Linked DNA regions of Drosophila melanogaster: regions 1, 3, 4 and 5 are each linked to region 2. A link is a contact called in public Hi-C and HiChIP or PLAC-seq data. All regions are on one chromosome and are shown on one strand. The core of a region is the stretch at or near the end of the contact, and the rest is flanking DNA. Distances in the headings are between cores, read along the strand shown. Region 1 holds the start of CG3862. Region 2 holds the start of cbt (cabut). Region 3 holds the start of lncRNA:CR44060 (long non-coding RNA:CR44060). Region 4 holds the start of CG3164. Region 5 holds the start of Zir (Zizimin-related).

Region 1 (2,700 bases), core at 61-2,560, 350 kb before region 2:
TAAGTAGATGCTTTTGCTGGGGAATGGGATTCGAATGGGGTTTCGGTTTCGGTTTTGTTTTTTGTATTTTGTATTTTTTTTTTGGCTTTTGTTGCCGAGGGAGTTTGCGACATTTGCCGGCCGTTTCGTTTAGAGATGCTGCGCAAAATCTCTGCGAGGTGGTGGCTTTTTGGCAGCGAGAGGGTGGACTTCTCGTCCTGCAAAGGATGGCAGGACTCGTTCCCAGTGTTGTTAAGAGTACAAGCTTTTGTACCTGGCACAGGCTTTTGAAAAACACAAGTACCTACTATAGTAGTATTTGAGCAATGAACATATTATAGATTTATGGTAAGTGAAGCATCTTCACGATTTATCTGTTTCATCTATCTAGACAAGGGAAAGGGTACATATGTACACACATATATATCGGTGGCACAGTTTGCCGTAAACACGACCATGGTTACCCAAAAAAAGGTGATGGAAAGCGGAGGGCTAAGGGTTGCAGCACCGCCCACTGGGCGGGTGGTGGACCGAGCCAAAGGACTACGCACCACCAGGTGACGAGGGCGAGATAAAGAGAGAGAGCGCAGGTCAAGAGAGAGAGAGAGAGAGCCGAGAGAGAGAGCCGTGAGAGATTCGAACAGGAGCTAAAAAGGAGCAGCCGAATATTTTGTGTGTACCTACCGGAGACGAAGCGGTTGGACTGGCAACTCCTATATTCCTCCTGGATCTCCTTATCCTGGCACTCCTTATCCGTATCCGTATCCTTATCCGGAAAGTCGGAGTCCGTATTTCTCGGTCTTAACCCTTGGCAATCCTCAGGATTTGGGAGTGGAAGACATGGGATAAGACACTGCTCCTGGAACTCCTGGAACGCACTCTATATCACTTCCACTTTCCACTGGGCTATTGCACTTTACACACACTTAAAACACAACTTTAATTATAATACACCTAGGCGTGAGTGTGTGTGTGTGAGTGGGGCGGGGGTGAGCCTGTGTGTGTGTACATATGCTGCTGCCGCGATTGAAAAACACACAAATCCTGACAAATAAACGCTTTTCCACGCTTCTGATTACCGCACACGTTAACTGCGTTAAGTGGCAAATTGTTTGCACAATTTTGCAGCGCTCTCTTGCGGTTAACTAATTAAATTTTAATGATTTTGCCGGAGCCGTTTCTTTCACGTCGCCCATCCGATTTCGATGTGCGGAAGGCGATAGCGATTGACCACGACCAGGGCTGTCAGGTGGCGTATCAGCGGTTTTTCTTAGCGAACTATCGATAAGCACGTTGCGCGCTGTGCAGCACTTGTCCGGTCATCGGGTCTATCGATATCGGGTGGCGTTTTTGTTATGATTTTGGATTACATGGTTGGTTTAACCCGAAATACCATGCTGAAAACTCGGGGTATTGTGCTTGGCATCAGCAGGTCGTACACCGCCAAGGCGAAGAGGGGTGTGCTGGCGCAGGACAAGTCGAAGATCAAGGAGTACTCACCGAAGACGACGGACAGCCATGAGCACCGAGTTTACGTGTGGGGCTTTCAGGAAACCGGCGCTCTCGGTCTCCAGACCAACGTGAAGAAGGCCAAGGAACGCTACACGGAGATGGTGCACCATCCCACCCGCTTGCAGTTCTCCAACAACAACGAAATCACGGATGTGGCCGCCGGCTACGGGTTCACGGTCTACGCCGTGAATAGAGATGACGGAGAGACGCTCTTTGGCAGCGGTTTGAACACCGACTCCCAACTGGGTTTCCAGGTGAAGGGAAATCCCAATGATCCGGCCAACCTTGACGTGATCATTTATCCTACAGCCATTAAACTGCCGAGAGTTCAGGGAGAAACAGACGAGGACATGCGTGTGAAGAGCATGTCGGCGGGTAGAGCTCACCTGGTGGTTCTGACCCAAAACGGAACCATTTTCACCCTGGGAAACAATTCGTACGGCCAATGTGGCCGCTCCATCATAGAGGAGGAGCGGTACAGCAAGAGTGCCCTGATCCACAGGATATCGCAGGAAGATATATGCGGCAAGGAGGATGAGGTGGTCCAGGTGGAGTGCGGCCAGGACCACAGCATGTTTCTTACCAAAAAGGGACGCATTTACACATGTGGCTGGGGTGCGGATGGTCAAACAGGTCAGGGAAACTACCACACCGCCGGGCAGATAACCCTGATTGGAGGAGATGTGGAAAAGGAGAAGATTGTGCGGCTCAGCTGCTCCTCGGACTGCGTTTTGGCCCTTAACGAGGCGGGCGATGCCTTTGGCTGGGGCAATTCTGAGTACGGACAGCTAGATGACTCAGAGCTGGCCGAAACCCAAATAAATATCCCTAGAGCTCTCAAACTAACGAAGTCCATCGGGAAAATCAAGGATGTGGCTGCGGGAGGCTCATTTTGCATGGCCCTCAACGACCAGGGTCTGGTGTACACCTGGGGCTTTGGCATCCTCGGCTTCGGACCCTTCGTGGAGCAAACATCCAAGCCGCAGCATCTGTTGCCGCCTTTATTCGGACGAAATGACTTCAGCAACGAAACCACAGTGGTTTCCATCGGATGCGGAGTGTTTCACATGGGCGCCGTCAACTCGGACGGAGATCTCTTCATGTGGGGCAAGAACAGGTTCGGGCATCTGGGGCTGGGACACAAGAAGGACCAGTTCTTTCCCTTTAAGGCGGCCATCAACGGAAAGGTCACCAAAGTGGCCTACGGAG
Region 2 (2,700 bases), core at 2-2,501:
GTTGTTGTTGCGCAAGAGAGCGCCAATAACCACAGCTGTTTCTGCCGCTCGCTCTTTGGTGTGTGTGCTCTGTGTACGAGCCCCTTTTTGCTTTGAAAACTGTTACAGGCGAAACGCGAGCATTGCCAGGTAGAATTTACCCGTGTCCTAGGAGGGTTTTCAAACAAAATAAATGTAATCAATTGACGACTTAATTGAGTTACATGCATTCACTGGTGGTGAATAAGAGGATTTTGAAATGCCTGCTTTTCGTGACTCATCTTTGTTATCTCCCAGTTTCTTGGGCCTGGCAATGCTCCCCGTCAACTGTTGAGCTCCCATACTCTCCTGCTTTCGCACTATGCCTTTCGTTTATTAATGAAATCCGTGTCTGCTTAAAGTCAGACTTCCAAAGTTAATGCAAATATATGCGGCCAGGTCTTAGATTTCAGCTTGAGGGGCGTCTGCCAGGTTTCGAGCCAGTTTTAAAGTATTTTTTCAGCCGATTATTCACAGACTTCCGTGGCAACAACTACGTCAGCTACTCAGACACGGCTTTGGGGTGTGTCTGTGAGTGTGTCGGTTGGTGTGCGCTGTGCACGCGGCTGGGGCATGCACAGCCCATGAATAGACAGCCGATGGAGCCCCACACCCTCCCCAGCTCCTCCTCTACTGACCCGTTCTCTATAGCACCAAACACAAGACCCCGCAGTGAACAGCTGATGACGTCCATGCGTTGATTACGTGCTCTGCGGGCCTCTCTCCTACTGGCTGTGTGTCTGTGTCCTGCACAGAAAGAAATCGCTTCGGTGATTTTTTGGGTCTTCTCGGAAAAGATGGCAACATTTAAAATAGCCATACACTTTTAGAGAGTTTACTAAAAACGATTTGGGTTCACCTGAATCTCTTTTAACTTATTGCCAACCAACATTACAGTCTAAAATTGAGTTAACAGAGATGTCATTCTTTACGGGCTATTTTGTCCGGTGCACGTGGGTTGCTGAGAGGTGAGTGAGCAGGAGACCTGACCTTTTTCTTTTTTGCGCCCGAGAGAGAGGAGCCGAGGAGGTGCTGCCCACGTTGCTGGCTGATGTTCGTCCGGGTTACATTGCACTGGTTGCTCCACTGCCGATGACGATGGCCCGCTCACACACACTTGCCCGTTTCCAAGTGATTACGTCGTCGGCGGCTCCACTCACTCACACTTGCACAGCCTCTGCCGGCAGCGGCGTCGGCGGCGGCAGCTCTGCTGGGAGCTGAATGGCTTTGCCTTTTTCATTCGTCTCTTGAATTCCGAACGCAACGGTTCGCCTTCGCTCCAAAACGGCAAGCGGCACTTGAAAGCGCCAGTGCAAAGTTAGCTGAAGTGCAAAAATCTACACAAACTGAGATTAAACCAAGTGATTAGCCCCGGAACAAAACAAACAAACAAACACAGACTCTTCAATAAAAAAAAGAGAGTGCAACTGAAATTTGAAAGTGCAATGGACATGGATACCTTGCTACCTTCACCACCCGCAACGCCCCCACTAAGGGAAAACAAGTTGGAAATCGTAAGTGACCTACAAAGTGGATATATACAGTGTACGCTAGTGTAATTAGTGCTTATTGAGTGGGGATAGTGCATTCAAGGCAGCGGAAAATCAAACGGAATCGTACTTAGCTCGCTCTCGCTCCCACTTGCCGCGTTTCTAAAAACAAAGTGCCTCGTCCCGCTCGCACTCGCACACAGCCATGCGATCACGCAGCCAACACGCTTTCACGTGAACACCGCATGCACAGCGAGTGATGTGTGAGTGCGAGCGAGAGGCCGCAGCTGAACATTGGACTTGGCACCACTAGGAAAAAACAACAGAAAAGCAAAAGAGAGAAGGTGAGTTGCCAATTGGCAACTGTAGGCGAGCGGTGGAGTGTGAGAGGAAAGAGAGGGCCTAGCCAAAAGCTAGGCAAACAGGCCAAGCCCCAACCCATAAAACCATGTCACATTTCTGGCTCGTTTTTTATCTGGCCAAGAAAGAAACAAACAAACACTGTCGCACATTAGAGCGCAACGTGCCGAGCCCATAAAAAGATTTCGACGTCTTCGCACGAGTCATAATACACCCCTCGCATTCGCCTTCCCCATGAAATCACCCACCTGAGGCACGTCATAATAATACTGGTGGTGTGGCTGCATTTTCCTTGCATGCTTTTAGGCGCAATTTTTAAATGGTTCTAGAATATGCGCCGAAAACGCAACAGTTGCTCATGTTTTCATCCTTAAAAATTAAGTAGTGAAATTTGAAAAGTCCATATTAAGAACAGTTTTTAAAATTTTAAGACATTTTTTGTTTCTGTCAGGAGCACATCAATTTAAAGACTTTTATGTGGTCATCAATACAGTATTCACCTTTAACATTTACATACGTCTATAATTTAAAGCACAGCTGGCAGCAACAGTTAATGAGTAATATTCTGTCACCCCAAACGGCCTTTAAAAGAGTTCAAAAACCGCCAAAAACAAAGTTCCCTTGGCCTTTCGAAGGAGCATTGAACCTGGGGTTGGGCGGGGTATTGCAGGGTGTGTGAAGGTTAACGGTGAACGGCCTTGTCAGCCGCCGGCGTAATTAGCGAATTGCGAGGAAAAGTTATTGTGGGTCAATGCTGGTCAGCGAAAAGTGAATGGGACTGTGAATGTGAATGCACTCCTCAGAACATAAACTCGACAATGTTAACGAACTC
Region 3 (2,700 bases), core at 169-2,668, 370 kb before region 2:
GCGGGTGGCTCCCGGCAAGGTAACAAGCGACGCAGCCGTGCCCGAGGCATCCCTCTGGGTGGAGGGCAAGTCGGACGAGGGACACACCTACTATTGGAACGTGAAGACCAATGAATCCGTGTGGAAGCCGCCGAAAGAGGGCTATCTGTCCTACGAGGAGTACGAGCGCATCAACCAGCTGGCCATCGACCAGCAGCAGATCTCCCAGGCCGAGGAATCGCTGAAATTCCGCGCCAATGTCGACGAGGAAGTGGCGAGGGTGAACCGAGAGAAGATGAAAGCCTTCCGCAGGACGGACAATCCCAAGGAAAAGAAGCAGAAGGAGGAGAGGCGTCAGACATTCAAAACGGAGGAAGAGGCGGCCACCAAAGAGATTGGACAGTGGCAAACTGTGGAAGTGAAGTAGGGCCTTCCTACTAGGTTCAAATGCATTTACTGATAAATTTATGGATTTTTGTAGAGCACCTGAGCAGCCCATCGACTGGCAGCTACCCAAAACGGATTACTACAGTGCTGCGCCCGTGGTTTCCGCCTCGAGTGAACCAGAACCTCCAGTCAAGAAGTTCAAGGAAAAGACGATTGGCGGTCTGGATGAGGAGATAGCCGCCACTGCGCCCGCCACGTTCAAGCGGAAATTCATCAGGAAGGGAAACAGCCGCCAGCGCGCCGAGGATTAAGAAGTACTCCATGTGCTTATGTGCATATTTCACCTACTAGTTAGGTTTAGGCATAGGAAATGTTTAGGTTTTTAAGTGTTTGCTTATACCAATTAAAAAGTGAGATGCGTTTAACTAATATTAGATTAAACATAGCTATTGTAGAATTATTATTATCTTTAGTCGACTTGCATTCAATAAATATTTCCCAACATTTTAAATAGTAATATGTTTTTTAAAAAGTTTTAAATTTCGATAACAGTTATCGAATTAGGTTCAATCGGTGTGTGTCTGTGCTTTAGTTGCGGCATATTTAGGTCTTAGAGCTCCGTCCAATTTTAGTGCATTTCCAGCGGCAACACGAGGTATGTTTCTCCCGTCCGCCAACGGTCACTCTGCTGCTGTTGTTGTAGGCGAGCGGTCGGAATTTGCGTCGGAATTGTGTTGAGTCGAGTCGCGCTATTTTGTTTCGAGTGCGCTGTGCTGTTTGGTTTCGTTCCGTTTCGTTTCGCTGTTCGTTTTCCACTCGTCTTCGAATCCGCACTGCAAACAAACAAGGAGAAGGGGAAGCAGCAAAAGTGGCGAGTGCATTCGCAGCGTCGAAATTTCAATTGAAATCTGAAATCTGTGTGGCAATTGCAGCGGCACTCGGTGTAAATAGATTGAATTGAAGCGAAATTCTGCGAGTCGAAGAAGTGAAAAGTAAACAATAACACGGGCAATCGGAAAAGTGGTTTTCGATAAATCGCACCGCACACACACACCTGTCAGTGTGAGTGTCAAAGTGAGTGTGTGAGTGTGCGTCGAAGGAGAGGAAAGGTCAAGCCAAAAATTGCGTAAAGAAAAGGAAAGGAAAGCTTAGAAGAGGGGAAGGGGAATTACGTCAGTTTCGCATTCCCGATAAAAATTTTTGATTCCCTAAACGATCCTGATAGCCAGCCATTACGATAGGCAAAAAACGATAACAGCGGAAATTTACGTCAATTTGGAGCAGAAAGTAAACGATACCAATTCCCGAAAGAATTCAAAAAATCAGGCAAGATTCAGTTCGTGTACGCTTACAACAGCTCCGCGCCCCACGCCGCCTCCTCCTACCGCACCGCCGTCGCCCCCTTTGCGCCCTACGCGGCCGAGCGGTCCACCCACCACCACCCACTCCCGCCCCCCGAGGAGCGGCTGCCCTCGGACACCGAGCAGCTAGCTGGATCCGACGAGGATCGGGCTCAGAGCCACGAAGCGGAAGCGGAGGAATCCGAGGAGGAGCGCGCAGGTAGCGGACCCTCCGTCAGGCCGCTCATCGCAGCAGCAGGAGCAACAACAACGACAACGTCGACGTCAGTAGTACCGGAAGCGGTACAAAGGGCGGCGGCCAAGGGAGCGACAGAGACGGCGACAATGGCGGTGGTGCGCAAGAAACAGGACGACAAGTACCTGCTCGCCCTGCGGGAACTAGTGGCCAGCGGGACGGGGAGCAATCGGCAGTGCTTCGACTGCGGCCAAAAAGGACCAACCTACGTGAACATGACCATCGGATCCTTTGTCTGCACCCGCTGCTCCGGAGTCCTGTAAGTATTTGCCTTCTTGTTGTTGTTTTCTAGTCTGGGATAATGTAGGGTAGATCCAGGAATTAGGCATAAGTCGCCTGCTAGGTGACCTTTGTTATGAGAATGTAACTGTAACTTGGCTATTCATATTTTAGTTATTTCTTTGGTTGTCTCTTTGAGTTTACCAGGTATTCAAGATACCTCTGGAAAATATTTCAAACAATTTCCGATGCACAGATTGATCTAGCTTGAGATTTGTAGAATAAGGATGGTGGGTTATGAACTGACAAATCTCTTAAAATCTTCCACAAGAAGAATCCAGATATACGACATTTATGGTTATGGCTTTCTTGAATGGCTTTTGGTTGAATTCACACATGTTTTTTATCAAAAAGCTGGCTACCTATATACATATTCTGATAACTGCCAAATGGGCTACCCCCACTGCGTTTAGGAGTCATATAAAATATTGCCTTGAGTGTTTCCAAAAATAGAAATGC
Region 4 (2,700 bases), core at 73-2,572, 350 kb after region 2:
ACACCCGACCAATTCGATGTTTGGAAGTCTTGTGAGCACAGTTAGCGCGACAGCATTCACTTTTTTCGTTGTTTCGTCGCGCGCCTCGGGTTTTTCTTTATCTCGTTTGCGACGCCGACGCACAGACAAAGGCCTCCCAGAGAGCATTCAAAACTGGCGGTATATGAGCACCCGCTCCGCAGCCACTAGCCAGAGAGACCTGCAATGCGACCCATAATGTTTATGTTTCGAGGCTAGTCGGGTAGCCAAAAGCCCCGTTACTGAGCACACGCTATAAGCTCATTTATGCATTTCGAGCACTTGTAGCTTGCATTAGCGCCAAATGAAAAACAAAAGTTTTTAGTAATTCTCATCGTAGAACACCTGCACCATTTATGTGCATGGCCCACTTTAGAACCCACAAATTAAGTTCTACATTTTTGATAAATTCATTTCAGAAACTATGATAGGTTACGCAGTATGCAGATGCATTTCAGCAGTACTACTTATTACAACACTCTCTCATTTCTCGTAATCTCTTCGTAAAAACCTCCACCATTTTGCTCTTTGGCTGATTGTTTTGAATACACGCCTGGTACAAAGTTCACTATATACAATTAAATATAGCGAATGCAAGGAGCACCGTATCAGCTGTGTCTATTCGTGTTTGGCATTTGATAAACTCTGTGGTGGACCGCATTAATAGAGCCTTAAATGAAGCAATAATGATTTGTTTATAATATGTAAATTCGGTACTAAATGTTCCTATTCCTGGCTTGGGTCTCGCATACGACGTTCTGAATATTAAAAATATATCTAACTAAAACTATAACTAAAATAGCAGTATAAGTACACAGTGTAGCCAACTTTTAGGCTGAGTATGTAAAACGTTGAAATTTAAATGCTATGTAAATTCTGATCTAAATATCCTGTGTGGAGGATATTCAATATTTATTTGTTACAGATTATACTTAGTCCTAGGCCGTCGTTCATCAAGCCACGCATATTGGCCCACTCCCTCCTACATAATGGCATGTTGTCGCACAAAAGCCGAGACCACAGATATGTCTTCCAATTATTTGTTGGTTGCCTCGTAACTTAGAGGAAAGTACTGAAGAACGGATGAGTATATTTCAGATAGGATTAATGTTAAAATAAAGCTAAAACTCTGTTTCTGGCGGGAAAGCAAGCTTTTTTGGACGGCTCATATTGGGAGAGCTTCAGGTGGGCATAACAAAGAAAACAAGGAAAACAGAGGAAACTTTTATGTGCCAATGTGTGAGTGCCACTTTTCACCATAGACCCGAGTAATTCCCATATAGCCGTCTACGCTTTTCCAGTTACGTGGCATCGTTTCCACTAGTTGGCCGGCTTCAGTTTTCGCAAGAAACTACGAAAGTTTCCCTCCAGCAGAGTGTACATATTTTTACACCCGATGTGCAACAACCAAATACAAAATCGCTAATTCTTATATTCGGTTTGGGTTTCGACTGCCTATTCGTTATTGCCTGCGACTTAGCTTTCGCGAAGGCAACTTGTTGCTTCAAAGCGATGGTTTCAGTAGCTGTTGAGTTACGGCACCATGAACCAGTATAGTTGGAAGCAGTTTTTGGAAAATAATAATCTGTAAGTAGCCGAATCAGGCGGGTCTCAAGCAAAATGCATCACATTTAGTTGGCACATCTAATATACCACACCCCCCGTTTATAAAACGAAATCAACAAGTGTAGAACAACCGGTTTGCAATTCCTGCCAATTGTTGACATCTCCGTGACTTGATTAGCCACAAGCTTTAAAAAATTTCCAAGCCAATAGTCATCGGGAAATTGCCAGTGGAAATACATTATTCTTTCATATCTTAAGGCGACTGCATAACTTTAGTGCTGTATGCTGATTTGAACCCAGAAACCGAACTAGGAATAATATCTCAAATTGCGGTTTGTACTGGGAAAATACCTTTTGTTGGTCAATTCATTACGTTTTTACTTGCCCCAATATATACAATAACCGGTTTAACTAAACGTTATTAGCACTCCCAGTGCAATCCGTAAATCCCAATTAGATTGGGCAAAATATAGACCGGAGCATCGTAAAAGCATGCCAACAAGGAGCCTTACAGCAATGTCTACATCTAACTGTTGCGTTCAGATATACCACAAAACTGTTTCTGGGGCAAAGTTGTAAGGTCGTCCCACGCCATAGCCACAAATGACCTCATGCCACATTAAATGTAGGGAAAAGCAAAATGTAGGTAAAATGTCGCGTAAGCAAACCATTAAAAAGCGTACTAGAGCTCCTTTAAACGAATTACGGCACCGATTAACTTATTTTTACGTAAAACACGAAATGACAAAGTACAACCCCTTATCGGCTCATTGAAAACTCCTATCAGCTGTAGATTGACACCCATAGATAAGCCCCTCCAATAACTCATGAGTCATGAGCGAGGCCGTGAACTTTTAACTTAGATTGAATAAACCAATGGCCAGAACCTTAGCTTCCAGGACTAACTACTATAAAAGGCTGATAAACCAATCAAAGTACAAGACTGGGAATCAAAGACCTTCCTCAAGGTAAAGACTTTCCTCGAAATTAGTTAGTGGTATTTTATTTCGAGATACATGGGTCCGCCGATCGAGGAATATTCACAGATTATAGGCTTTTCCCAAATTCATTCAAGACTTAGTAGAAGAATGCGCTGGCTTTTGAGAGAGAGCCAAC
Region 5 (2,700 bases), core at 75-2,574, 380 kb after region 2:
TATGGCTGAGTGGCTCTGGGTACTTATGTCGGCGCACTGTACATGACTTGACAACATGCGTTTAAGACTATCTGCGTTCATGTCAAAATAGAAATTTTCAGAAATTTTTTGCCGTTCCTTAGCATCATAAATAGCCATCGATGCAAAAATTGGCTCCACTTCCAGCTCAAGCCGAAGCTGTAGGCAGTTAACCTGAATGCGATGACCCATATGTTCAACTGGAATCTCTGCGAGCAGGCGGCGTTCAATGTTTTCCTCCGCTTCAGATTCCGGATACAGTGAGAAAAGAGCCATTTGTCGATCTTGCTGCCGGCGTGCTTCATTGGATTGATCAATATGCTCCGGAGGTACATTGTCAAGCAAATTGGGTATTAGTGGGTCATTAACCGAACGTCGAAGATCAAAGCTAGCCCAAGAACCACGCGGGGTCAAAGTGTCCGTACAAGAGCTTACTGAAGCCAAACTTGCAATGGATTGTCGAGAACTTGGAGTGCAGCTCTCGCTTTTATAAGCGAACGCCTCTTCAAATGACGAAAAATCCTTGTCGATCTCGAATTCCTGCTGGTACGCAGAGGGACTTATGGTTCCGCGGTCGATACGCTCGCGGATATAGCAAGAACTGGAAAGGTGCCGCTGTGCATATTCAACCACCTTCCATGGGCGCGTATAGCAGTTAACACATTCTTGTACGTGATGGGGCAAATCAGACCTAAAAGAGACTGTAGCTATGTAGCTGTTGTATAAGTTAGGTGCATACATACAAATTCTCATTGGGAACAACGTGATCAACAGTTCTGATTTTTCGGGGAATGATTTTAACAGTTACATCCCCTTGAGGAAAGTCCAATATATGTTTCAAGGGATCCCGGTTGATGATGTTCATATGCTGGGATAGAAATTCTTCGTAATCAAGGGGCTCTGTCGGGGAGATCTATTGAAAAAATGGAATCCTTAACAGAAAAATTGTATATTTTAAACAATAGTGCTCTTACCGAAGAACCACACAATGATGGGTCCATTGCCTTTGATAGATGGCAACCAGAAACATTTTTTCGTACATCCGCAGCCGACTGCCTAGGGATTTACAAATTGATATATGTACATATGTATACAAGCATTAAGGGCGTTTCTTTGTTTAAAATAAACTATTTCCTTTAGTGAAAAACTTACTTGGAAACTTTTTGCACAAACGAGCGCTGGGCACTCGACATTTTGGGAAATTCGTATGCTAAAGTGGTCCAATTCTTTTCTTATTTATTTTATGACAAATAAACCCTGACTTTATATTGGTTTACTTGCAGCGCCGTCGATAACCGTACTCATCGATTAATCTTAACATACCAGAGATGAGCTGGAGGCCCGTATAGATGAACTGGTTCCGATTCTAATATGATTGCATTTTTTCATAGTCTTTATCAAATATTGAATTAGATTAAGTACACGAAGTACATTTTTTCATAGTATTTATCTAACACACAATTATTATTAAAATCGTACTTTATTAAAACTTATCATCCATATGGTGGTTTATTTTGATTTTCTTTAGCTTTTTTTTAACATTTTTTCATAGTCTTTATCAAATATTGAATTAGATTAAGTACACGAAGTACATTTTTTCATAGTATTTATCTAACAGACAATTATTATGAAAAACGTACTTTATTAAAACTTATCATCCATATGGTGGTTTATTTTGATTTTCTTTAGCTTCCGGCCGAACATGTGCCACAAGTTTTCACTTTCACCCACGAGCAACAGCTGCAGTGAGTTTGGCGAGTTTTTTTTTAGATTAACAGCAAGCCCCCGCATTCCGACCGCCTTAGGATGCGCTATGTTTTTACGAGTTGCATACCACATGCATGGAATGGGCTTGATGTCAGTGGGAGGCTGTTTAGAATTTGACGGCGGTAAAATAAGAGAAAGAGATGACGTTAAATAGCTTTTGATTGGCCTATTTGCTGATCAGCCTAACAAAGGTTTACTTTGGGCCAACCAAAAGTTCAGACCAATACTTTTAAATATAAAACCATTAAAGTTAAGAGCACAAAAAAATAATTAATTTGACTGAATAAATTTACCCATTATTTATATAAATGGTAGTGGCGAAGTTGTTAATGAATTCTTTAACTGCATAGTACTTTCGTTTTATCCATTTTTACAATAAATTCTCATGCACTGAACAAACTTGAAAGCTTAAAAACAATTACCAAAACAAAAAAAAAACTATAATGAGCTATTAATCCACATATGAGAGTTGAGATTTTATATACGCTTGTTTTTAATTTATAGGAAACATTATTCTCTAATATAAGATATCATACGTATTAGGTCATGTTCTTTATACTAGTTGTTGTGTTGAAAATACTTTTATTCCAAAAACGAATAACATTTTTCTGAAGTGTAGTGCTCTTCGTTTCTGACCTCATCTGTTTCAACGACAAATTATGACGAACTGTGTGCAATTATTTCCATCCTAATATACATATACGCTCCAACACAGAAGTGCTTTTCCCATAATGGCCAGCTGCGTTGCCGCCAGATTTGTTTATGTCAATTTTACCCCAGGGTTGCGCCTTATTGACCGTTAACGTCTTGGGGCATTTAGAGCCTTTACATAAATATGGGATACGGGCGTATCAACGTATGCATCGTATTATGCCACCTTAATCTCATTCGTTGAGATGATCAATTAATTTATAA

The links. A called contact is a pair of places that touch in the nucleus more often than the background predicts. HiChIP or PLAC-seq counts read pairs in DNA pulled down with a chosen protein or histone mark.
Region 1: a contact with region 2 is called in a Hi-C map of the Kc167 cell line, with 2.4 times the contacts expected there. The contact joins the promoter of CG3862 here to the promoter of cbt in region 2. A contact is called at or near these places in 6 of 107 Hi-C or Micro-C datasets (the Kc167 cell line, embryo, eye imaginal disc and 2 more).
Region 3: a contact with region 2 is called in a Hi-C map of the S2 cell line, with 4 times the contacts expected there. The contact joins the promoter of lncRNA:CR44060 here to the promoter of cbt in region 2. A contact is called at or near these places in 11 of 107 Hi-C or Micro-C datasets (the D17-c3 cell line, the Kc167 cell line, the S2 cell line and 3 more) and 2 of 6 datasets of contacts at active chromatin or transcription factors (both in the Kc167 cell line).
Region 4: a contact with region 2 is called in a Hi-C map of the Kc167 cell line, with 2.5 times the contacts expected there. The contact joins the promoter of CG3164 here to the promoter of cbt in region 2. A contact is called at or near these places in 3 of 107 Hi-C or Micro-C datasets (the Kc167 cell line, the S2 cell line and embryo) and 1 of 6 datasets of contacts at active chromatin or transcription factors (the Kc167 cell line).
Region 5: an H3K27ac HiChIP or PLAC-seq map of the Kc167 cell line shows a contact between it and region 2, with 3 times the contacts expected there. The contact joins the promoter of Zir here to the promoter of cbt in region 2. A contact is called at or near these places in 1 of 107 Hi-C or Micro-C datasets (the Kc167 cell line) and 1 of 6 datasets of contacts at active chromatin or transcription factors (the Kc167 cell line).

Annotation. Positions count from the first base shown.
Region 1 is chr2L:824,471-827,170 of dm6, reverse strand. It overlaps CG3862, which reads left to right and starts at 1,310. Exons shown (of 1, transcript NM_134706.2): 1 at 1,310-2,700. The coding sequence starts at 1,374. It overlaps dock (dreadlocks), which reads right to left and starts at 1,202. Exons shown (of 6, transcript NM_164390.2): 1 at 664-1,202.
Region 2 is chr2L:478,239-480,938 of dm6, reverse strand. cbt (cabut) reads left to right here and starts at 1,251. Exons shown (of 2, transcript NM_164384.2): 1 at 1,251-1,532. The coding sequence starts at 1,464. The region is part of intron 1 of ush (u-shaped); the gene reads right to left.
Region 3 is chr2L:849,420-852,119 of dm6, reverse strand. It overlaps lncRNA:CR44060 (long non-coding RNA:CR44060), which reads right to left and starts at 1,418. Exons shown (of 1, transcript NR_073684.1): 1 at 957-1,418. drongo (drongo,) reads left to right here and starts at 1,049. Exons shown (of 5, transcript NM_057891.3): 1 at 1,049-2,221. The coding sequence starts at 2,052. CG4291 reads left to right here. Exons shown (of 4, transcript NM_001272917.1): 3 at 1-402; 4 at 461-869. The coding sequence ends at 677.
Region 4 is chr2L:129,413-132,112 of dm6, reverse strand. CG3164 reads left to right here and starts at 1,322. Exons shown (of 8, transcript NM_205881.3): 1 at 1,322-1,605. The coding sequence starts at 1,562. All of the region lies in intron 1 of ND-15 (NADH dehydrogenase (ubiquinone) 15 kDa subunit), which reads right to left. Gs1 (Glutamine synthetase 1) reads right to left here and starts at 36. Exons shown (of 1, transcript NM_164367.2): 1 at 1-36.
Region 5 is chr2L:93,363-96,062 of dm6, reverse strand. It overlaps Zir (Zizimin-related), which reads right to left and starts at 1,324. Exons shown (of 12, transcript NM_134645.3): 1 at 1,171-1,324; 2 at 993-1,074; 3 at 762-931; 4 at 1-709. The coding sequence starts at 1,211.